2 separate regions of the Hordeum vulgare genome follow, and region 1 is linked to region 2. The links are chromatin contacts, called in public Hi-C maps. All regions are on one chromosome and are shown on one strand. Each heading gives the region's core, a stretch centred on a gene start, on an enhancer-like site or on the middle of the called end of the contact. The rest is flanking DNA. Distances are from core to core; before and after follow the strand shown. Region 1 holds the start of LOC123401035 (transmembrane 9 superfamily member 12-like). Region 2 holds the start of LOC123403978 (phosphatidylinositol/phosphatidylcholine transfer protein SFH13-like).

Region 1 (4,197 bases), core at 1,035-3,534, 290 kb after region 2:
TTTTTCGTCCACGGCCGTGAATCTCATATCATTATATCCATACTAAAGCATGCAACGTAGAATTAAACTGTACAGATCAAACGGACATACAACAACTTGAGCAAATGGACATAAAAAAAACAAACATCATTCACATAAACTTTACCAAAATTCACCATGGTTCAGCGGACGGGCAAATTCAACCAGGATTACTAAAAGCAAAAAATTAAAGTTGAATGACGGAGTGAGCTTCATCACTTCCTCGCCGGCCCTTTGCCCTTCCGGTCGCTGACATTGCTGTAGGCGTCCACGGCAGGATGCGGGTCGACGTAGCCGTCGGAGCAGAAGGAAGAGGAGGTGACGATGTAGCCCTCCAATCATCGGACGATGCGGTCCTGCTACAGCTTGAGTTTCACCACCCTTGTCGCTGCCTCCGCTACCTTGCGCCCGGACTGCTAAAGCCGGAGCGCCTTGGCGTTCTTCCTCCGGAGTCGGCGGGCGTCCGTTTTCGCCATCATAAGTGACTGGACATAGACCCACGCAAGGAGTCGCTCCTCCTCGTTGGCACTGCCGGCATCCCGTGACCTCGACGAGAGGACTGTGCAACCGCCTCTCTCTCCCTTGCCCGCTGCCTCTTGCAGCGTGCGACGCGCGCCTCCGATTCAGGCGGGCACGTCCGTGGCGCCGACAGAGCGGGAACTAGCCCCCATTGATGCCCTTGCGGAGCAGCCTCCGACACAGAAGGTGGTCGATGGAAGACTAAGCTTCCCATGCGGGAGCTGTGCGCCGAGGGGGGGGGGGGCAACTCCGCGTCCGCGCTGCGTCGGTGGGTGAGTGGCGACACAGCAGATTCGGAACTGCCCCCTCCTCACCGCATGTCCACCCGCCCGCTCCATCGTGATGCGGAGGGACAACTCATCCTCGTCATCGGCCGCCTCGCACACAAAAGCGTCCCAGTCAGCCATAGTCGGAGCGGCTGCCGAAGCTCGACATGGTGGATGAATGTTGGATTGGATTGAAACCAAGAAAGGAACAAGAAGAGACGGAGCGGATTGAAGTGAAGTGGAATGTAGGGTTTGCTCCGGATTAGGGGTTTTGTGGGGGCAAATTGGGGGTTAGAGGTGGGCCGGGCTAAAATGGCAGACGTGGTTTATGTGTGGATAAATTGGGGTCAATGGTGGGTCGGGCTAACATGGCGGATGCGTCCGGGCCGTCCCATATCGCCCTAAATTTTGGCTGGATATGAGGAGGACCAGACATCATGACTCTTGAGATCGGTTTAAAGTGTTCGAGTGAGTCTTTTTTGTGACCAGCCAGTGACCACCCGGGCGTTTGAGGCCGGTTTAACCGGTTGTGGATGCTCTAAGAGCATCTACAATCAAATTTTCCAATTTGACTCACTCATGAGACATGAGGGAGAAGCAAAAAGTTGATTCAATCGAATCCCTCAAATCCATCTTAAATGACAGGCTATCCGCCATTGTTTATATTCATCTTATATATAAGATGAGTACGAGGAGTCTCTGGGCAATAGTGTTGCGTCCGTCACATAAAATTGGACCAACCACAAATATTTTTTCCTTATTATTATTATTTTCTTTCTCTCTCCATCTTTATTAATCACATGTATGTGACCAGACGTATAAGAAAATAAAATAAAAGACATGAATGCATGGACACACAGATATGAAGTAAAAAAGGATCACATTCAAATACTGACTGGACGTGTCTTCATGCTTCAAGGTCAAATTTGGTGCTCCAAGGGTCATCTTCATGTTTCCTTCTGGAACGAAAACGCCACCTCCACCTGTATTTTCGACAGGAAAAAGGCGCCGCGATTGCCTGCGTGCTCCTGGGTGGGAAGCTGCAGACCTGCAGTATTCCGGAATCTACTGTGTAGGAGTATTCATCTGCGTTGGCGTTTTGCAGCAGCTTCCAAGAACCATACCAACCCTTCACCGCTAAAAAAAAGAAAAAGGAAAGGAGAACCGTACCAACCCCACCGACGGTCCAGATCTGAAACGGGAGACCGACCGATACGAGGCAGTAGCACAACCGTACCGTACACGAGCACATGCCGCACATCCCCGTTCCGGCGTTTTGGCTGGGCCCACATGTCACTCTCCCGGTTAGGCTCCCCGCCAACCTGCCCAACCCACCCGGGTCAAACCGGGACCAAATCGCCACACGTACCACCACGTGTAGACTGCTGACCAACACCAGCGGCGGGGCCCGGCCTGGAGCACCGAACCGGTCCACGACCTACCTCATAAACCTTCAAATCTCCCCCAAAAAAACACAAATGTCCTCCGAATTCAAACAGCGCGCGGCTGTAGATTTGAGAGGGGAAGAAATCAAAACTGCGCCGATTTGAGTGGCGCGTGTGTGCGTGTTTGCGGGAGTAGTACAAGTAGTAGTATAAGATTGGCGGGGTTCGTGCCCTCTCCCTCGATTTTGCCGGCCGAGCGTTTACTTCCCTGCTGTATTCTTCTCGTCCTCGTCCTCGATCTCGAGGGCGGACGGAGAGATAGAGAGAGAGAGAGGGGCGGGTGGCCTCGGGCTCGGGAGCGTCGCCCATGTTTTGACCTCGCCCAGGTCGCCGCCTCCTCCTTGTCCGCACCCCGCGATCCAGATCTGAGGTGACCGCCCCTTCCCTTCTCCCCCCAGCTCCCCCATTTCCTTCTTCTTCTTCCCTGCGTTACCCGTCGACCGTCTGGGCGGCCGGATCTGGATCCTCTGCCTCTGCCGCTGTGGCTGGGTCGGGTTAGAGCGGGATCCGTGCCGCCTCGTCGGGCCGCTGTTGGTATAGTTCGTTTTCCCGCTGGTTATCGTAGTCAATTTCAGGGGATTGTTGGCTGGTCCAGACATGCTCGTTCGTTCTTCCCGGTGAATGGCGGTTGTTGTTATTGTCGGTTTCAGAGGATCGGTCGATTACGTGTCTCTGTTGCTTGCTATCTCCGCAGCTTCGGGTGTAGGAGTATTGGTCTGTGCTCGGTAGATCGTCTGTGTTTGATTTCGCGCATGCATGTTGGCGGTTAGATAAATGAGTACTCTGTTCGATGCACATGCGTTCCTGTTCTCTTTAATTATGTGTTTTGTTGCTATCTGCTCATGATTACATCAACGAAACAAAAAAAAATATGGCGATTCTGTGAAATGAATTGATCCGTGTTTCTTCTATACAATTTTCGTCCAGGTGGAGCTCTTGATTGATCGCCTGCAAGGAGTCTGTTGCTGCAATGGTCTCCAAGATGCCATCGGCCCGGTGGATCTCGGCTTCCCTGCTGGTCATTCTACTGAGCCTGCAGCCCATCGCCGACGCCTTCTACCTCCCGGGCACCTTCATGCACACCTACGAAGCCGGCGAAACGATCGCAGCCAAGGTCAACTCGCTCACGTCCATCGAGACCGAGCTGCCCTTCAGCTACTACAGCCTTCCCTACTGCAAGCCCACGGAAGGCGTCAAGAAGAGTGCCGAGAACCTCGGCGAGGTTCTCATGGGTGACCAGATCGACAACTCGCCGTACCACTTCCACGTCAACACCAACGAGTCGCTGTACCTTTGCACCACCGACCCGCTCACCAAGGAGCAGGCCGAGCTGTTGAAGAACCGGGCGCGGAATCTGTACCAGGTCAACATGATCCTGGACAATCTGCCGGTCATGAGGTTCACTGAGCAGAATGGGATGACAATCCAGTGGACCGGATACCCTGTCGGGTACAACCCCATGGGGAGCAGCGAGGATTATATCATCAACCATCTCAAGTTCAGGGTTTTGGTTCATCCGTACCAGGCGCAAGGTGATGTTGTGGTCACAAGTGAGGATGGTGTTGCTATGGTTGAGTCTGACCGCAAGAGCGGCTTCCAGATTGTTGGCTTTGAGGTTGTTCCTTGCAGTGTGAAGCGTGATCCTGCAGCCATGTCCAAGCTCAGGATGTATGACAAGGTTGACTCTGTGAACTGCCCGTTGGAGCTTGAGAAGTCTCAGGTGATCCGTGAAAAGGAGCGGATTACATTTACCTATGAGGTTGAGTATGTCAAGAGCAACATCAAGTGGCCGTCAAGGTGGGATGCGTACCTGAAGATGGATGGTGCTAAGGTGCACTGGTTCTCAATCATGAACTCCATGATGGTTGTCTTCTTCTTGGCTGGTATTGTGTTCGTCATATTCTTGAGGACTGTCCGAAGGGATCTGACACGTTATGAGGAGATGGACA
Region 2 (4,388 bases), core at 538-3,037:
CCATGGACATCCAATATTGTGGTTGTTGTATCTATATGCTTTTGAGCCGCAATTGAGCAGGCTGGAAACTTCTCACGGAATGCTCTCTCAAACTCTTGCACATGGTACTTGATATATCGTTCCACTGTTGTGGTTTGCACAAGTTTATTGGGTTCAACTTTTCCAAGCAACTCGATATAGACAGGCCTTCCATCCTTGTCAACCCCATGATAACCCTGGGGATAATATTGCAGTACCTCCTCTAGCTCATGAAATTCAAAATCCTTCAATGATAAAAGTTAGTTATCATCAGTATGCACGACACTGTTAAGGCAAATTATATAGCAGGCAGCTTTTCAAATTCACACCAAATGCATCTAAATCTGTACAGATGTTTCATACATTTCCAAATCAGTCCTGAGAATAGACAGTGTTCTTACTTCCAAAATTGTGTCCGTCCCAAATTCATTCCTCCAATGGAGCATCTCATCCCACATTTGTGCTGCCTTTTCGACGTCGAACTTTCTAGCTTTCAAAAATCTGCATACCACATATACCAGAATGAAGAATCACCAACTGGTATTTGACAGCTGAAAACAAACACCAATACGAGGCAAGGTTTCATCCATACTAACCTAAGCATCATATGGTAATCATCATGCCTTTCAGGCAATAGGCTCCTGGCAAACAAAACCTCACGGAAGGAGCTGACCGCCTGCTCTTCACCAGCATCCCTGACATCCTCTATCGCTATTCTCGGCACTCTGCAGTCCACTTTCCTCTTCCCCCTCTTCTTCAGCGAATGTGTCAGCTTCGTTGAAGCGTGCAGCGCCTTCTTCCTCAGCGACCGCATCCGCCTGTGCTTTGGCTCGTCCTCCGAGTTCTCGGCATCCGCTCTGTCCCTCCTCTCATCGTTACTGACTGATATCTCTATGCCGTCGATATTGCTCTCTGAAACAGCACATCGTACCACACATAACATTAGCTGCATTGCTTGATCCGTTAAACCCACATAGGTGTAGAAACAACCAACAACAGCCCATACCTGACATTCTCCACAAATGCAGCCTAAATGATCAGGGGTCAGCCTATTTTAGAACTGATGATCACTGATCCGAAACTATATGTACGACCACTCCAGCTCCACTCTGCCACAAACCAACACCAATTATGCATTTATTTTTGGGAGAGACAAACAAATACAGGTTAGAACTGAATTCAGAGAGTTGTGCTGGAAAACACCGAACTCGTGGCCAAATTATCCGCAACGAGAAGAAGCAGAAGCCATGGAAAGGAAACAAGCCCAGAAAACGATGATTCCGGAAAGGAAAGGCGATCGCCTAAACCTACATACATACTAGAATAAATGCTCCCGCCGCAAGCGAGATCCAGTGCACGTACCCCCCCCCCAACCGCCTCGAGAATCACGCGGGCGCCCGCAGCTAGATCCGATCGTCCGAACCCGACGCGCGAACAAAACGGAAAACCGGAAGGAGCGGAGCGGAGCCGATCCGTACCGTACCTCGCCGCGGGAGAGGGAGATCCGCCGCTCGATCCGGATGGGGAGGGAGGCCGCGGGCCGCGCGCCCCTCCTCCACCACCACCACCTCCGGCGCGGCGGGGCGGAGCGGATGAACCGATGGCTCGAGCTGGTGGCACGCGCGGGCGGGCGTTTGATCCGCGCGTCTCTCTCTCCGCCTCCGTCCCCCTCGCGCTTACGCTTCCTTTTTCCTCCGCCTACTCCTCCCCGTGCCGCTGCTGCCGCCGCTGCTGCTAGCGCCCGCCTACTCGACTGCTTCGGTTACTGTGACGCTGGGCAGCGCCTCGTGCCTTCTGGCGCCTCTCGGGGCGGGGCGGGGCGGGGCGGGGCCCAGTCGTCGGTGGCGTGCGCGGCGGTGCTGGGTGCGCGAGGAGCGTGCGCGCGTCGCTATTGACCCGGGCGGATGGGGACGGCTGCTGCCGCGCTCCCGCGTCGCTTTTGCGTGACTGCGTAAAACGCAGGGCCGGGAGCAGGGCCGCCGACGCTCACGTGCGGGGTTAACCGGGAGGGGCTGACACGCGGGGGGCCGGCGTGTCAGTCTTGTCATGTCGGTATGGATGGTCGCGCCTTGTATTGCGTGCGTGATACCCGTACGGCACCTCCCCATCCATCCCGGCTCTGGCCTACTCTCTCTTCGACGAAGATTCGTGCGCATGCTCTTTTTTTTCTTTTCTTTGCGAGATCAAAGGATTTCTGTTAATCAGGGGAGGTCGGTACAATTCGGCTGGCAAATGGCGTCGACTAGAAGGATTTGATGCGTTTTGTTGCGTTGTTCATGATGCAAACAATCAGGAACTGACGTTGAGACTATGTTAGTATGAAAAAAAGTATAGATACGATGAAAATGTATTAGCATCCTTAAACTTAATTCATTTTATTTTTGAGTAGGTAAATGATAAAAAAATATAAACACTACATAGCATAATCCTGATCGAATAATATAATCATGACATGAATATTACGATAGAAATTATACAAGGCAATACTCTATGAATTTGATATTGAAACAGTAAGGCCAAACATGCATGTAATTCATCAAAACCTTTCAAACTAATGGATGTAAAGGAAACAACTTCTGTACATTTTAGTTGTGGTAAGCATGTCATGCTCAATCTTCCTTGCATAGATATATCAAATCAAGAACACCCCGATGCCAAACCAAGCAATTGTATCATATATTTTTCTCGCTTAAATTATTTCAACTTCACTCAATAAATGAGTGTGAACAAAGATAATGGTGATTGGGATTTACTCCCTATGTTCCTAAATATAAGTCTTTTTAGATATTTCACTAGGGGACTACATACGGAGTAAAATGAATGAATCTATACTTTAAAGTATATCTATATACATCCGTATGTAGTTTTTTAGTGGAACCTCTAAAAAGACTTATATTTAGGAACGGAGGGAGTATAAGGGAAGACAAAACGTGGGGAAAGTCTCGCAACAACTAGACGGGTCATTAGGCAATGTAGTGTCCTTACTATCGATATGAATGTGAGGAGTAGGGATTATCTTGCAACGGATGCACTAAAACTATAAATTTATGAAATCTCTCCTAATGCAAGTAAATGGGTGTGCATCTAACTTGATTCATCATGAAGACCTCGAGCATTTGAGGAAGCTGGTCATCAAACTATATAAGTCTATAATGTAAAAATCCCACTACTAGAATTATGGAGGCAATTGTTGGAAATATCAGCAATTTACCATAGGATTTTATTAACAGAAAAGTTATGAAGAACATGACCATGATAATAAAGATGAAACAAGACATGCAATATAGAGATGAGACGATAAAAGACATGTGCACATATGATCTAGAAAAGAACATATGTATAATCGTTCTATTTACACAAGGCATCATAAGAAAGGATGAGCGGAAACGAAACATATCTAGAAGTGAAACTAGAGCAAGTAGTTGCGGCACAAACTCAAAAGAAAAGAACATGAGCACGTACTGGGTTGCAGCATGAGTAGGGTTGGTGTTGGCGTTGTCGTTTGCCATGTTACCAAAGAGGTGGTTGACATCAGGTAAGAAGTCGTCGTCCGGGAAGAGATCGTCGGTGTCTGTGATGGAAGCCAGTAGTCGCGTTGAGCGCTCCCCAAAAACCTTATCGCCCTTCTCCCGTACAGGACTCGAAGGGACGGAGTTTCGGAGGCCTACTGTCCCGACCTACGGTGCACACCGTAAGTCGGGATGGGGAAGAACGTAGAAGCAGCACAGAGAAAGGAACCGGTGGCGAGAGGAAGTTCTGATGCGACTTCTCTGGAGAGGAGCGACCTCTCTTTTATAGGCGCAAGAGAAGGAGGCGAGAGACTAGCGACGGGAGCCGAAGAGAGCGAGGGAGACGAAACAAAATGTTGGGGAACGTCGCATGGGAAACAAAAAATTTCCTACGCGCACGAAGACCTATCATGGTGATGTCCATCTACGAGAGGGGATGAGTGATCTACGTACCCTTGTAGACCGTACAGCAGAAGCGTTAGTGAACGCGGTTGATGTAGTGTAACGTCCTCACCTCCCTCGATTCGCCCCGCGAACCGTCCCGCGATCAGTCCCACGATCTAGTGCCGAACGGACGGCACCTCCGCGTTCAGCACACGTACAGCTCGACGATGATCTCGGCCTTCTTGAGCCAGCAAGAGAGACGGAGAGGTAGAAGAGTTCTCCGGCAGCGTGACGGCGCTCCGGAGGTTGGTGATGATCTTGTCTCAGCGGGGCTCCGCCCGAGCTCCGCACAAACGCGATCTAGAGGAAAAACCGTGGAGGTATGTGGTCGGGCTGCCGTGGAAAAGTCGTCTCAAATCAGCCCTAAAACCTCCGTATATATAGGTGGGAGAGAGGGGACCTTGCCTTGGGCTCAAG

What was found. A called contact is a pair of places that touch in the nucleus more often than the background predicts.
Region 1: a contact with region 2 is called in a Hi-C map of leaf, with 8 times the contacts expected there. The contact joins the promoter of LOC123401035 here to the promoter of LOC123403978 in region 2. A contact is called at or near these places in 4 of 6 Hi-C or Micro-C datasets (leaf and seedling) and 1 of 1 datasets of contacts at active chromatin or transcription factors (embryo).

The regions. Positions count from the first base shown.
Region 1 is chr6H:483,107,128-483,111,324 of MorexV3_pseudomolecules_assembly, forward strand. LOC123401035 (transmembrane 9 superfamily member 12-like) reads left to right here and starts at 2,285. Exons shown (of 2, transcript XM_045094751.1): 1 at 2,285-2,618; 2 at 3,176-4,197. The coding sequence starts at 3,219.
Region 2 is chr6H:482,815,549-482,819,936 of MorexV3_pseudomolecules_assembly, forward strand. LOC123403978 (phosphatidylinositol/phosphatidylcholine transfer protein SFH13-like) reads right to left here and starts at 1,788. Exons shown (of 15, transcript XM_045097881.1): 1 at 1,502-1,788; 2 at 1,025-1,127; 3 at 615-930; 4 at 420-519; 5 at 1-263. The coding sequence starts at 1,031.